Regions from separate parts of the Drosophila melanogaster genome. Here region 2 is linked to region 1. Evidence: chromatin contacts called from public Hi-C data. All regions are on one chromosome and are shown on one strand. The core of a region is the stretch at or near the end of the contact, and the rest is flanking DNA. Distances in the headings are between cores, read along the strand shown.

Region 1 (2,700 bases), core at 167-2,666:
ATGCTAACCATAAAAATGCAGGCGAACGAACGAAGGAACCCCCCTTACAACCATTTATTTATGTTATTCCTTGGCCTGGCCCAATAATAAAAGTCCTTGCTGTGTTTTAACTACAATGTAGGCGGCTGCTGGTCGGAAAATTGCATTACTCCTGCATGCGAGCGAGGCAAGTGGCATGTGGCAAGTGGGGAGTTGATTTCTCCACTGTTTTGCGCAAATTTGATTAATCAGAGACCGCCGCTGCGACCTATCTACTCGACGCGAGACGCCTTGTCAAGAAGTCATCGATACTTTTGCGCAATCAGCGCAATTTGTGTGCGACGCCGTCGCTGGCAAGTTGCAAGTTCGTTCGCCCACCGCAGTGCCGAGAGCCTGGAAATCAAATTTAATATTATTATGATACACTTGTGCGAGCAAGTGCTCCAGGATGTGAGAATGTGAGGGTGTCTCGTCTTCCCCAGTTTCCCTTGCGAGCACAACCCCCGGCGGCACTTGATTATATATTCCAACGTATTCACGGCTCAATGGAGACGGAGTGCGTCGGCTTCCTTGCGTTCCGTATTTTTTTTATATGTTCAACAAAATAATAAGTGAAAATATTCATGTTTGGTTTTAGCGCACAATTGCGCACGTTTTGATTTCGACGGTATGAGATCGGCAAGGGTTGGTCCTGCATTATTTATGGAGCTCACACTTTGAGCCAAACACTTGCCACGGAAACAACGATGGCAACTGTTACAATTGAAGCGAGTTCAAAGAGCAGCTTATCGAACGTCCGCAGAAATCCCTGGAGTTTGGTAATCATCCACAAAGTGCGCAAAAGTATGCAGCTAAATATTTCCAAATATGCATGTTTCATTCACAGCATACTATTAGTGATTTGAAAAACCTTGCAAAATATACATTTATAAGCTTCATAAAACAAACAAGCACAGTGGGTGTCTGGGTCACTTCCCTTGGCATTTTCCCCTTTCTTTCACTCAATTAGCAGCTCTGAAAAAGAAAGCACTTCTGGTTCTTCTGGTTTCCCTTCCCTTGCATTCAGCAAACTTTTGTGTGTTTGGATTTTAGTGCAGATTTTTAACATTTTATATTGCACGTCATTACAGACAATTAAATGCAAAGTAGTTTCCTGCACTTGCTTCTTCTTCTTCTCTACGCCTCTTCTGTACAACAGCCACTATTCAACCACCCACCCACCCACCATCCCCGCAGCCATCCTTCCCCCCCCCCCCAACCATCCACCCACACGCGGTCAAAATGCAAAAAAGTTGAGAAGTTAAATGCCGACATCTAGTGGCGTGTAGCAACAACAATGCCGGGGCATTCATTCATATGTGGCACAGAGCAACAACAACAGCACTAACAAAAACAAGCAAAGCAACAACAACATTAAAAACAACACCAGCGGAGGCAACAACAACAGCAGGCAGTGATTATTGCCGCAACAGAGCACATTACACTTGTTTTTGTTGCCGCTCTTTGAACTACTCTCACAAAAGGGTTCAATCTATTTTGATATAAAGTTAAAAAAAAAGTTTTAAAAACTTTTGAAATTTATGCGAGTTTTTAGCAATTGAAGGTAAATTCAATAGTAATATATAATATATTGTATTTATTATACTGTGCAGTGTATGATAGTCTTCGTTTTAATTGGTCGAATATGTTAGTTGTATCTTTTTGCTTAAGTTTTTAGTTTTTTATGTTTCCATGTGATGTGTGTGTGTGTGGGCTCCATGTTGCTTTCCTCACTTTTTGCTGTTGATTGCAAATCTACATACGGACATACGGACAAACGGACATACGGACAAAAGACGAAGGCGGGGGAACTCGTCTTACTTACTTACGCTCGTCGTATGGAAAAGATAAATATCAGGGGCCCTGACGTTGGGTTTTTTAGCAGAAGGCGACTGCAGAAACAACGGGCTGTAAGAAAAACAATTATTATAAATACATGTGGCACAGTGTACTGGGTCTACGCAATTCAGTTTGAGTTTGGCCCACGACTGACGACAACTTCCGCCTCGGCCTCGAATCGCTTGAATGAGGTTGCAATTTATGCCACTTGCTACTTGCCACTTTATTATTATAATACAGAGAGAAACACTTTTTACTTGCTGCCGACCGCCGTTTGCTGCCCATTATTTTTGCAGTGTTTTGTAAGCGCTTTTTCATCAGCATGTTGCAATTGATAGTCGGGGAGTTGGGGAATGAATTATTCAAACGCTTTGCAGGAAGTGCCTTACTTTTTGAGTTGTGCAATCCGGTGGGTGAAAAGACTCATTGCCGCACACAGAAAGACAGTAAGATCTTAGTTGAATACATGAATATTGCTATGCTATTCTGGGTATATTACATTTTTAAAAATATAATTATTCGTACATTAAGTAGCTAGCTGTAAATTAGTTGCCACTCCATTGTGTAATCCATTATTTATTTATCAATGCAAAATTCAAATAGACAAAAAAATATGAGCCTAATATTTTGCACAAACAATATTAACACAAACTGTTACTTTTTGTGCAGCCAACTCGAAGGTGGCAAATAAATAATCGGCTATCAGTTTCTATTAATTTACATTCGAACCTGATCAACAAATCGCATTAGTCTTTGTCTGACAAATTGGCGTAAATAGCAAAAGCCATAAATGCCAAATCACAGCACCCGAAACAAAAGTCAAATGTCGCATTATGGGCCAAA
Region 2 (2,700 bases), core at 143-2,642, 210 kb before region 1:
GCTTGATATATAGGAGTTATGTGACACAACTTGGAGCTCGCTTTAGAAAGTTAAAGTTATCTATAAGGATACCTAAAAGTGTGCGGCTATAGAATAAATAGTATAGCAGACTCTTAGACACCTTAATGAGTTATTATACTTTTTTAGCATCTGGTTAGGTTAGGTATCATATCAGATCCATATTAACCATCAAATCGTAGCAATAACTTAAACTTTGTAGCACAGTGTCGCCCGCATTGTGGGACCCCATTTTGTCCTCTTTGTTGACCATCAAATTTGGGTGCAAATGTCCTGTTTCGAACCATCCGAATTCGTTTTAATTAAATGCATCATAAATTCTCGCACATTTCAGGCTGTCACTGAAACGAGATTCCCTCGAATCGCACTTGTCACTCAGTTTTGAACACTTTTCCATTCCATTCCGAGAATTCACTTTTCTCTCTGGGCGCTCGTTGGTTTTCTTTTTTTTTTATGATTTGCTGGCGGGGGTTTTGCCCTACAATCGGCGTTGCCGATTTTTTGTCGCTCATTTTTGTGTGGCCATGAAAAGCGGAAATTTATTTATATATTTTTGCGTTTGCTCTGCGGCGCTTTGCGTATGAAATGTTTTTGCAATTTAAAAATAATTAACCCAGCGAAAAGTTGTTTGCCCAAAGAACGGTATGTGAATGCAGGAATACTCGTATAATGTGTTGTGGGCCGGTTTAAAAATATCAAGTAATTTTTGGGCAATTAGCAGTTCGAGAACTAAACTTATTCGGGTTTCGATCAAAACTTTGCTGGGCTCCAAAGTCCTTTTTTGGGGCTCTCGTTTCAGCTTTCGCCCGGAGTAAAAATATCCACCAAGCGGAATGGGAACTCAAAAAGTGGCGTCCCTTTCGATGGCCCCAAAAATTTAGGTGCAGCAGAGTGGGGCCATTGAATTAATTAGGCTGCGACAACGAGGAGCACTTTAAGCGGGGGCGGTCAAGTGGTGGGAGTGGCAGCCACCCCACCGCACCCCCTTAAGCCTGGCATTTTGCCCTAATTTTACTTTCTGCCATCAGGACGCACACTTGGGCTTCTGGGTTACGGGGAGCCAGGCAGCCAGGGAGTCAGGAAGCCAGCCGAAGAGACAATCGCTCTCTCTCTTTTATCTTCGAGCCATCACGATGTCATAATTTACGCACTTCTTCAGCGGATCCGGATTACTTGCACACAGCCATTGCCCCGCTTTCCTTTTTCCGGCTAATGAAATTAGAGTGCAGAAGAAGCCGAAAAATAAACCGAAAAACCGCACAAAACCGAACGTTACAACGAGCGCAACTATTGTGGGATTTTCTTTTCCGGCGTGCTCGACAATTTCCACCGCCAAACGCACGTCCGCACCGGGAAAATGTCTACAGCGAACTGAAGCGGAGAAACTGCGCCGGAAAATGAGAGCCCGAGAACTGGGAATCGAGAACCCAGAGGCGACTGCCGAGAACGCACACGGAATGCGTCGTCGGATGAATTGTTCCTCGTGCTCTTGGCCGAGTTTTCAGCATTTGGTTCAGATGAATTCGAACATTCTTCATTTATCCGCAAGAGAAAAGGTGAAGAGCACATGGTCCTCTCTTGGAAAAATCGCACGACGATTGATGGCATTTTAAATGTTCTGGCTATGACGGGTGATAAGTGATTGATTAATTGGCCATAATGATGTGGCATCAAGTTTTCGAGTGAAATTGAAAGTGCTAATTCCGCGAAAGGGCCGGTTTTTAAAACCGAGTTATGTTCGATTGCCTAATTTGTTCTTGTCCAAAAACATTGGATCATAATCACCATATGCATATCACCTTTTAATTCTTATTTATTTTTTATTTATTTTATCCTGAAATGTATCCTTTCAGATCACAAATACTTATCTATTTCTCCCTAAATGATTGCATTGCTATAAAATACCCTATTTGTGCATTTTTTTGATTGACACTTAAAAGTCCTGGCAGCACCAGCTGATTTCTCCTTTCGTATCCTCTCTTTCGGATCATACTGCGCATGTCCTCTCTTATCCTCTCTCTTGGCGAATCGAAAGCATCCTGTGAGTTCCCCTGAGTCCTGTTTTTTGCGACTAGCCCTTGCCGGCGGCGACCGTTTCGCAGGATACAAGAGGGATCCGGAGGTGAGTCCTGGCAAAACAGCTGGACACAAGGACACTTAGGTGGGACAGGACGATAGAAGACTGTTACTGGGATAAGGACAATAAGACGAACGCCGCGAATCGCGAATCGCTGGCAACAATGTTCGCGAAAAGCTCTTCTCTCGTCACTGGAGCAGTCAATCAAGGATGAAAATCTCGAAGAGGATGAGTCCTTTCGGCTTTCCTCTCCAGCTGATTATTCTATCGGCAGTAGTTTTGTTCAGTTGCCACACAGACAGGTGGCTGCATTCCCCTGGAGAAAAATGGTGGCAAAATGAGAGAGCAGAACTTCGGGGAAAACTGCTGACAGCACTTTCGGTTTTATTTGCGCGCATTATGGCGAAACAAGATTACTGAGATGGAGAAGGGAGAAGGGCAGTGGTGTGTGGTATGCGGTGCTGTTCAAAATGAATTGCTCATACGCACCGTTGCACCCCATGGGAAACGCCGATTAGATGATGAGCTTATTTCCCCCAAAAATGAGCGAGCTATGATGGATATCGTTTTTCAGATTAAATCACATATAGATGCCCACTATTAGG

What was found. Hi-C and Micro-C count contacts between places; a contact is called where the count stands out from the background.
Region 2: a Hi-C map of the Kc167 cell line shows a contact between it and region 1, with 1.5 times the contacts expected there. A contact is called at or near these places in 24 of 107 Hi-C or Micro-C datasets (the Kc167 cell line, the PNm cell line, the Ras3 cell line and 10 more).

The regions. Positions count from the first base shown.
Region 1 is chr3L:1,063,442-1,066,141 of dm6, reverse strand. The region is part of intron 1 of bab1 (bric a brac 1); the gene reads left to right. Among named protein-coding and RNA genes, the nearest start is that of trio, 30 kb to the right of the region's middle.
Region 2 is chr3L:1,274,648-1,277,347 of dm6, reverse strand. It overlaps CG32333, which reads right to left and starts at 1,392. Exons shown (of 10, transcript NM_001274317.1): 1 at 1,054-1,392.